2 separate regions of the Mus musculus genome follow, and region 1 is linked to region 2. Evidence: chromatin contacts called from public HiChIP or PLAC-seq data. All regions are on one chromosome and are shown on one strand. The core of a region is the stretch at or near the end of the contact, and the rest is flanking DNA. Distances in the headings are between cores, read along the strand shown. Region 1 overlaps Axin1 (axin 1). Region 2 holds the start of Mrpl28 (mitochondrial ribosomal protein L28).

Region 1 (4,703 bases), core at 1,812-4,311, 45 kb after region 2:
GCCCATCAGAAGCTGCAAAGTGGGTCTACAATGAATGGCAGGCCACTTCAGATTCTAAGGTCACTTGTACCTGTTCCCAAGGGTTCTAACATCTGGTTGACTGTACTGTTGAAAGGTGCTGGTGACTGTGATCCTCACAGGGGAGGAGGAGGCTGGATTCCTGATTTTACATGGAGGAGATGAGGGGATTTTGCCAGCTGCTGGTGGGTATTGTGGATTGCATCTCATAGGATAATCTTTTACCTTTAGGTGCAGAGGAGAGGTGCTTGTTCTATAAGTAGCTATATTTACACAGTAGAGGTATGCCCAGAAAGATCTTGTTTGTGAGCCAGTGTTTCACATTTTATACAGATGCTAATTTAGAGTGAGATGTTCCCTCTTGCCCTTCTAGTATCATCGTCACTGGTTCTTCTGTAGTTCTGAAGCCTTGTGTGAGAAGATAAACTCTTGGAAGAAGAGGTATCTTGGGAAACTAGGGTATAGCATAGGGAATGTGGAGTGAAAGATACACATGATGATCTAATGAGATGGACACAGTCAGAACCCAGACATCACCACCTTCCATGAGTGGGTACGCATTATAACATGGATAAATAACAGTTGTCATCCATGGGTGGACAGCATCAGGATATCCAAAAACATGCTTTTTTTTGGATGGGGTTTCTCTGTAGTTCTGGCTGTCCTGGAACTTAATTGTAGACAGCTTCTGTCTGCCACATGCTGAGATTAAAGACTAAAGGCATGCACCAACATGCCTGGCAACAGCATGCTCTTTTCTGTGAGTGGATATGCATCTGAGCATTGGTAGCATGCTGTCATTCACAAGTGGACAGTGTTAGGACATTAATGATATGCTATCATGCCTTCTGTTCTTTGATGTCAGTTGCCTTCATCTATTTGGGACTATAGACTGAGTATTATCTCTTTGTTGTTCTGGAGCCACAGCTTGTCTGAGTCATTACATGCATGTTAGCAACGTGGGCTCCTGTCGTTGCATTTGGGAGGGGACTGAGACTCTATGGGATTAGTGGTTCTGAGCCTAGAAGACAGTGTTCATTACTCCTGCATGTGCACCTTATATTTGCTGTTTGCTGTTCTCAGGGTTAGATGTAGGCTGGTGTTGAGGGCAGGAATGTAGCTGAGGGTAGTCTCTTACCAAAGTCAAGTGTAGATCTGGGTTCAGCTAGGAATGATGAGCTTCAGGGACAGTTCTGGAGACAATGCCTGCAAGTAGTATGGTCAAGTCTACTTGCCTGCTCCCTGTTTGGCTTCAAGGATGACTTCTGCACATTGTAAGACATGGTCCTCACCACTGCTGTCTGAGCTCCAGAGACCTCATAAAGAGCCAACGACTAGTGGATAAACTCATCCCATTTGAATTGCATCTCTAGGACTTAGGTGGCCAAAGACACTGGACTCGGGTGGGGTGATCCTAAGAGTTAGACAGGCCTTCTCCTCTAGCCCTAAGCCATCTGTTCAGCCCAGGATGTCCCACTTGGCTTAAGACAGATTTGTTCCTATGTAACAGGGCAGGGAGCTGGGACAGTAGAGACAAGCCCTAGGAGAGGATACATTTGCTGGTTCTTAGCTTATGCTCATTTTGGGCAGCAAGGTAGGCAGAGTTTAGGCCAAGGCTACCAGCATAAGAGCTCAAGGCCTCTGATTCTCAGAAGTATTCCATCATCAGTCATAACAAATTAAAGCCAGTAGAGCCCTTGCTTCTACCTATGGGTATTAGGTTGCTTTCTCAGGAGACTGAGGCAATCAAGTGATCACTCATTACAGGAGAGGAGGGGAGGGGAGGGGAGGGAGAGAGGGAGAGAATGAGAGTGAGAGAACAAATGAACCAAAACAAACAGCAGCAACAAAAACCAGTGCTTCATGCTGGACCTGGTGTAGTACATACCTCTTAGGAGGCTGAGACAGAAGAATAATGAGTTTAAGGCTAATTTGGGCTGTATATTGAAGCCTTATCTCTAAACAAAAAAACAAAACAAAACAAGGATCTGGAGAGATGGCTCAGCTATTAAAAAGAGTATTGGCTACTCTTCTGGAGGACCCTGCTTCAACTCACAACTATCTGTAACTCCAGTCCTAGGGAATCAATAACCCTTTCTGACTTATACAGACAACAGACATGCATGTGCTTACACGAAGGCAAAGCACCCATATGCATAAATAATTTTAAAACTGTGTGTGTATAATGTATACATATATATGTGTACACACACACACACACACACACACACCTCTTCCCCTGGCACTTAGCCACATCCCAGTCCTACTTGCCCATTAAAGGATATGCTGAAAAGGTTGGTTGTAAGCTCTGCTTTTTCTTTTTTCCCTTTCCTTTCCTTTCCTTTCCTTTCCTTCCCTTCCCTTTCCCTTTCCCTTTCCCTTTCCCTTTCTCTTTTTTCCCTTTTCCCTTTTCCCTTTTCCCTTTTCCCTTTTCCCTTTTCCTTTCCCTTTCCCCCTTTCCCCCTTTCCCCCTTTCCCTCTTTCTCTCTTTCTCTCTTTCTTTCTTTCTTTCTTTCTTTCTTTCTTTCTTTCTTTCTTTCTTTCTTTCTTTCTTAGAACTGGGTGGTAACTGTATATACCTTTAATCTTAGCTCTTGGGAGGCAGGGGCAGATGGATCTATAAGTTTGAGGAAACAGAAATTTTGCCTCAAAAAACAAGAGAGAGGGAGAGAGAGAGACAGAGACAAAGACACCCTGACTGACAGACTGACTCTGTTAGGGTTTTATTGATGTGAAGAGACACCATGACCATGGTAACTCTTATAAAGGAAAATATTTAATTGGGGCTGGCTTGCAGTTTCAGAGGTTTAAATCTGTTATATCATCATGTCGAGAAGATGATGGTAGTATGCAGGCAGGCATGGTATTTGAGCAGGAACTGAGAGTTCTACATCTTCATCCTCAGGCAGTAAGGAGGAAATTGTGGGTTTCATACTGAGCTGAGCTTGAGCTTTTAAGACCTCAAAACCCTGCCTTCACAGTGGCACACTTCCTCTAACAAGGTCACATCTCATAAGGCCACTCCCTATGGCTAAGCGTTCAAACACATAACTATGGAGGCCATTCCTGTTCAAACCAATATACACATACTCACCCACTCCACACACACATGGGGAGAGGGGGGAGGGAAGATACTGAGACTGACTCTTTGTAGTTCTGCCTGCCCTGGAACTCACTATGTAGATAGACTAGGCTGGCCTTGAGCTCACAAAGATCCTCCTATCTCTCTCTCTCTCTCTCTCCTAAGTGCTGTGACTAAAGTATGTGCCTCGGTGCCCATTCAGACCTGGCTTTTTATGTGTGATGAACTCAGGTCCTCATGCTTGCACAGTAGTTGTTTTATAGTTGAACTATCTCCCTAGCCCTAAGATCAGTATTTTCATTGACCCATATTAGAAGTTATCCTAGGAAACCTGAAGAGCATTAGTCACCAAGTAGCTTCTAGCTGGGAGAGACAAGTGAATCAGGTATTGAGATGCCATAGCTGTGTCAAATGTGGGTTTGGTTCCCAGCACTAATATCAGGAAGTTCATAACTCCTTGTAACTTCAGTTTTAGGAGCTACAGTATCTTCTTCTTGGTTCCGTAGGCACGAGGTATACACATGGTGCAAATGCATAGTGTCCACTCTGGGTTGGCCATCGGTAACCAGAGTACCTCTCACAATAGCCTGAATACCAGCTAATACTGGTGTTACAAGGACTGGGAAAGAAACACTGAGTGCTCAGGATACTGTGCCAGGGCATGTTGCTGAGGCAAGGTGGGCAGAGGCCGAGTGAATGGAATGCTGGAGCATAACTGAAGCTCAGGCTAAAAACATCCAAGAACTACAGAGTTTGACTTGGTATGAAGTGTGAGATGTAGATCAAAGTTCATTCTTTGGGTCTGTGCATGTCTAGGTATCATAGCACCATTTATTGAAAAGACTGCCTTTTCTCTATCAGTTTGCTTTTGTACTTTTGTCAAGAGTAAGTTGGGCATGTTTGCATGGATTCCACTAAGCTTTTATTTTGAGGACTTGGAAAAGTGCAGAGGGCTGACTGTAGAAGTGCAGCGGGCTGACTATAGTGATATACACCTATAACACATACTCCTGCCACTTCTGCATACTTGTAGGTGGGTTAGTGTACATGGATGGTCAAAGGGAGGCCTATTCCCTTAGAAACAATTTGGATATTCCTTCTCTTACACTGAGGGTACAGTACAGAGTGCCTGACAGTCAAGTACAGTCTATGGCTTACTGCTTAGTGTGCCCTAACCCTAGGATCTAAGATCCAAACAGACGAACCTCTCAAATAGCTTCATTTTTGGTATTTCCTAATTTACTAACTTGAGGTGCGGTGAGTAGTGCTATTGAAAGCCATCAGTGTATAGCCGTGGCTGCCGGGACCCCCCCCCCCTTTTTTTTAAAGATTTATTTATTTTATGTATATGAGTACATTGTAGCTGTACATATGGTTGTGAGCCTTCATGTGGTTTTTGGGTATTGAATTTAGGACCTCTGCTCACTCTGGTCAGCCCTGCTCACTCAGGCCCAAAGATTTATTAATTTTTATATCTTAAGTACACTGTAGCTGTCTTCAGATGCACCAGAAGAGGGCATTAGATCTCATTATGGGTGGTTGTGAGCCACCATGTGGTTGCTGGGATTTGAACTCAGGACCTTCAGAGGAGCAGTCAGTGCTC
Region 2 (5,279 bases), core at 49-2,548:
GATCGGGATGAGTTGTACACAGTGACCTGATAAGGCTGGTTCATGGACACCTGAAACTCTAATGACCTCTTCAGCTAGGACAAGCGAGAGAGGTGCTTGTCTAGCCCCAACCAGGTTTCCATCTGAATAAAATTGTCCTGAGACGCTTGGCTTCTTTCTCCAGAGAAGACCCCCTCCACCCCAAAAAATCTTTATGGCTGCTGCCAATTCCTCTGAAGGTCACAGCTGTTTCCACCTGGAGCCCACAGGTGCCACGTGTGGGCTGATCACGCTGTTATGGATGGGGATACAGATAAGGGATTCCTGTGGTCCCCTTCCTTTGGAAAGCCGTGATATGAGACCCACAAGCAAGGAAGTCTGAGTGCACAGAGGTCACTCACTGTCTCTGACATCCTGTACCCTTAATGCCATCCTGCCTTGGCATGGGGATACCCTCCTGCTGCAGTTGCTATGGTAGAGTCCAGGGTCATCAGAGAGCTGATTAAGACCTGGAGTGCTGTGTGCTGTCCCTCCCTCATTGTCTGTTGGAGCAGGAGGCCTTCGGGAGAGCCTGAGGTAGCAGGCTGCTCAGCTGTATGAGGTCTGGCTCCAGAAGGCACACAATGCTCGCTAGTGTTCCCTTCTCTCTTAAGGGGTCCAAGGCCCCAGTCTGGTGAGCATTCTCCTGTGCTGGCCCTAGACACTTGGATGAGGCTGACCCCTACTGGATCAACTGAGGATTAAGGAGTGGGTTCTGGATCCCCAGCCCAATCTTTCTGGTCTCCTGGGGTCACTGAGCTGGTAGTGCTGTGTGCCCAGGCCATTTGGTTCCCACTGTGAGGCTCATCTGCTCTGAGTACTGGGATTGCAGGTGTGGGCTTCTGGGCTCCTTCCCAAGCTACTAACATCCTTTATTTGGCACCAAAGCACACTTTAGCCCCTGAAAGGGGAAATGTGTATATTCTGTTGGGGGTGGGGGGCAGGTGGTAAAATGTTACTGTTCTAAGATATGAAGGCATATTTTTATGTAATTGGTGAATTTAATATTCTACAATAATTTTTCAAATCAAATGAGTGGTCTTTTTTTTTTTTTTCCTTGCGTCCCTGGAGGGAAAGGGAGGTTGAGCTCAGGGTAGCCTTTCCCAACAGGCTTGCCAAAGCTGCTGGGGAACTCCTGGGCTGCACTTGGCAGACGGTGCCTTGAACCCATTCGCAGTAGATAATTTTTCATGGTCCCTAAAGGAGGCGGAGGGAAAGGGATTAGTTTAGATGGACGGGCGTTGCTGCCAATTGGCAGCGAGCGAAGGCGCACGTTCGGTGACGCTATTCCGGTTCCGGGAGGCGCGGGCGCGCTCTCCTAGAAGTAGAGGGTCGCGCGATGCCGCTGCACAGGTATCCTGTGCACCTGTGGCAGAAGCTGCGGCTGCGGCAGGGCATCTGTGCGCGCTTGCCCGCCCACTTCTTGCGCTCACTGGAAGAAGAACGGACGCCGACCCCGGTACACTACAAACCTCACGGGACCAAGTTCAAGATCAACCCCAAGAATGGGCAGCGCGAGCGCGTTGAGGACGTACCCATTCCAGTTCACTACCCTCCAGAGTCCCAGCAGGGACTGTGGGGTGGAGAGGGCTTGATTTTAGGCTACAGATACGCCAACAACGACAAGGTGGGTGCGGACCATCTCGGCTGTTCTGCATGCTTTGCTGAGCAGGCGCTGCTCTGGGCGCCACAAACGGTCAACCAGACTAACACAAGCGTTTTGTTTACGGAGCAAGCTAACTCCGATAGCAAAGTCTAGTCCTGAAGTGGGGTGGTCCTGGATCAGATAGTATCAAAAGTAAGGACAGAGTGGGGACAGTGGTGGAGAAAAGGAAGGAGGAAGGATAGATTCGAAGCTTGTGCCGAAGAGGAGGGAGAAGTGAAATCTGCTTGTCACCTGCTAGTTTCTATGCGCATTTCCCTCATTTTTAGGACGGAATAACTTTGCTCCTAGTACATAAAAATCAAAAAGACCGAGATGACTGCCTGGAGTCTATCTCTTCTGGTGATACTCTGCTCCTAGGCAAGCCCTGTGGGAGGAGAGAGTATGTTTCAGGCCTTCCAGGGTGTCATTCACTTGCCTGTGGCTACTGGGTTTCAGCTGTGTGAGAATCTGGAACATATACCAGTAGCATTAGGGCTAGCCTGAGTGAAGCAGACATCTAGGTGGGTGGGTGTCCAGAGCCAGCTCAGGGGCCCTGACCTGCATCAGTGGTCCTGAGGAGCGTCTGAGGAAGGGAGAGGGCCTGGCTCACAGTAGCCCAGGTTCCAGAAGGGTGCTTTGGGGCCCACTTGGTCTATAGGAAAACGGGAGGTTTCTCTTGCACCCTTAGCTCTCCAAGAGGGTGAAGAAGGTGTGGAAGCCACAGCTGTTCACTCGGGAGCTTTACAGTGAAATCCTGGACAAGAAGTTCACCGTGACTGTGACCATGAGGACCCTGGATCTCATCGATGAGGCCTATGGATTTGACTTCTATATTCTCAAGGCAAGCAGGGGTTAGTGCACTCCAAGGTCTTGTCAGACTCGTGGGAAGTGCCGAGTGCACTGCATGGGCATGGGCAGGGAGTGTGGGGCACCCCAGGGTAGCCATTACAAGTAGGACTGAGTCCCTGTTGGTGCAGCCCCTGAAGCTTTCTGTCTTGCTGAGGCCACTCCCTGTGAGTCGCTGACTTGTCCAATGGTTGTAGCCATTTCTTTTTCTTTCTTTCTTTCTTTTTTTTTTTTTCGAGACAGGGTTTCTCTGTATAGCCCTGGCTGTCCTGGAACTCACTCTAGACCAGGCTGGCCTCGAACTCAGAAATCTGCCTGCCTCTGCCTCCCGAGTGCTGGGATTAAAGGTGTGCGCCACCATGCATGCCTTGGGCCTGACCCATATAGGCTTGGATGCTAGCGCTGATCCCAATGCCTGTTCTGCTGTGGTCTAGCTTAGGGCTGCCAGCAGCTGAAGAAGAACCCATAGGGTCAGCTGACAGGGTGGGGGGGTGGGGTGGTGAGCCTGCTGTAGCACCCGACCCTATGTGAACCTTCTGCCAGACCCCTAAGGAGGACCTGGGCTCCAAGTTTGGCATGGACCTGAAGCGAGGGATGCTGCTGAGGCTTGCTCGCCAGGACCCCCATCTCCACCCTGAGAACCCTGAGCGGAGAGCAGCCATCTATGACAAGTACAGGGTGAGAGTTTCCCCATCCTGCTTGCTGCCCGAGGCTCCTGGCCCAGCCCCCACACCTCATGCCAGCCTCCTCTCCTGCTTATTCAGAGCTTTGTCATCCCCGAGGCAGAGGCCGAGTGGGTTGGCCTGACGCTGGAGGAGGCCCTGGAGAAACAGAGGCTTCTGGAGGAAAAGGTGAGTACCTGTGTACCGGCAGATCTCAGGCCACTGAGGTTGAGTGATGGGGGGGGCGGGAAGGCTAGCTTTTAGGGTCTGCCACACCGAAATGCTGCCATACGTTTGGTTCCTTCCATTTTGAAATTGCATGGCATGCTTCGTCTCGTGAAGCCCTTCCCTCTCTTTCTCTGAATGCTCGGGGATCTTTGGCACTAGGCGTTTTCTTTCTTTCTCTCTTTCTCTCTCTCTCTTTCTTTCTTCCTTTCTTTTTTGGTTTTTCGAGACAGGGTTTCTCTGTGTAGCCCTGGCTGTCCTGGAACTCACTCTGTAGACCAGGCTGGCCTCAAACTCAGAAATCTGCCTGCCTCTGCCTCCCAAGTGCTGGCATTAAAGGCGTGCGCTACCACCGCCCGGCACTAGGTGTTTTCTTAATCCCTTGGCAGCCCCTAGGATGTTCCATTTGTGTCTGTTTCCCAGAATAGTCAAGAGCCTGTGGCGGCCAGCAGTTACAGGGAAGCCAAGGGTAGGCATGTGAGTTTGTGTGACCAAGGGAAAGCAGTCCTCTTTTGGCGGTCAAATGCCCTCCAGGATGACAAGCAGCAACATCCCCAGTCCTTCTACACCCTGCTTCTCCCCATGGTCAGCCAGAAGCAGCTGGCTGTCACCCTCCTTAGGGCGCCATCCCTGGGCTACGTTGAGCCTTACCATGCCCTCTCCCCTTCAGGACCCTGTACCCCTGTTCAAGGTCTACGTAGAGGAGCTGGTCCAGCGGCTTCAGGAGCAGGTTCTGTCCAGGCCCGCAGTGGTGCAGAAGAGAGCCGGTGACCACGCCTGAGCACTGGGCTCAGCCTCCCCTGTGGGCAGTGGGCGAACCCCACTTGGCATGTGCCGAGCACACAGTTCCTGTGGTAGACTTTTCAGAGAACCCTTCTGTGCCAGGACTCGTGGAAGCCTGGAGCGGAGCAGATGCCTGTCCAAGCTGGTCAAGTCCTTCTAGTTCTTGGGCTGAAATAAGTAACAGTCTGAGGCAGCCTGCGCCACAGTAAAGTGTGTTGGTTTGCTTGGAAGTCTGGAGTCCTGTGAGTTCTTTTTTTTTTTTTTTCCCCATCCTGAGACAGGGTAGTCCTGGCTGTCCTGGAACTCACTTTGTAGACCAGGCTGGCCTCGAACTCAGAAATCCACCTGCCTCTGCCTCCCAAGTGCTAGGTTTCAAGGTGTGCGCCACCATGGCCAGCCTCAGTTCTGTGCATTCTTGTCCGGATCATTCCTTTGTTCCAGAAACACGCAGACTGTTTGCACTGTCCAGCTGTAGCTGCTGACTTCTGCGCTGTGGGCACTGAGGGCCTTTTTGCTGCTTATGTCCCTCATGTGTGAGGCATCAGGACATAGAGAGTTGGGTTACATCCAGTGTATGCTCCTGCCTGCTCTGGAATGTTTTTCTGGGCACAGGAAGGGAGCCTGGGCCATGGGTCAGGCCTGGGAAGGGTCTCTGCAGTATGCCCTGAAGAGCTAAAAGTGGGAAGCTTTCTGGGTCCAGAGCTTTTGTCAGTATCTCTTGCAATGATGCAGAAAGTGGGGCCCAATGGACTTAAAAGGCCTTGACTTCAGCACCCCATCCTTAACTGCCCCCATTACTTGTGGTTGAGGCTATGGCTTGAGGTAGGAAGCCAGGCCAGGAGCATTTTTCACCTGAGAGCTCAGGGCTCAAAGGTATTCGCACTGAAATCCATTCCTTTCTATGGGAAGGAGAAGGAGGGTCTCCCCAACTATGTGTGGAGGAAGCTGGAGTGGTAGTGGGAGCTGAGTTAGCAGAGCTCCACATCTGGCTGGTGTAAAAGGGGACATTGGGTGCCTGCTGGACTTGGACATGGTCACTGACTGTGGGATCACTCAGGGGAGACAATAGGAGTGCCTGTGCTTGACTGTGTTCTTGATGC

What was found. HiChIP or PLAC-seq counts read pairs in DNA pulled down with a chosen protein or histone mark.
Region 1: an H3K4me3 HiChIP or PLAC-seq map of bone marrow-derived macrophages shows a contact between it and region 2, with 5 times the contacts expected there. The contact joins the enhancer-like site here to the promoter of Mrpl28 in region 2. A contact is called at or near these places in 12 of 39 promoter capture datasets (the 3T3-L1 cell line, 3T3-L1-derived adipocytes, the C10 cell line and 8 more), 18 of 484 Hi-C or Micro-C datasets (B cells, CD4 T cells, CD8 T cells and 10 more), 11 of 115 datasets of contacts at active chromatin or transcription factors (the 230-238 cell line, the HPC-7 cell line, the SCID.adh cell line and 4 more) and 4 of 9 other capture datasets (adipose tissue, liver, macrophages and 1 more).

The regions. Positions count from the first base shown.
Region 1 is chr17:26,165,215-26,169,917 of GRCm38.p6, forward strand. The region is part of intron 2 of Axin1 (axin 1); the gene reads left to right. Among named protein-coding and RNA genes, the nearest start is that of Gm46600, 29 kb to the left of the region's middle. Within about 2 kb of position 3,062, at least 95 of the 459 cell types and tissues checked have an H3K27ac peak or open chromatin away from gene starts, as enhancers often do. A contact at or near this core is called in the 230-238 cell line, B cells, CD8 T cells and 9 more, where this site is marked.
Region 2 is chr17:26,122,205-26,127,483 of GRCm38.p6, forward strand. Mrpl28 (mitochondrial ribosomal protein L28) reads left to right here and starts at 1,299. Exons shown (of 5, transcript NM_024227.3): 1 at 1,299-1,645; 2 at 2,352-2,504; 3 at 3,053-3,187; 4 at 3,274-3,360; 5 at 4,067-4,409. The coding sequence starts at 1,358. The coding sequence ends at 4,177. Pgap6 (post-glycosylphosphatidylinositol attachment to proteins 6) reads left to right here. Exons shown (of 13, transcript NM_021793.2): 13 at 1-1,050. The coding sequence ends at 30.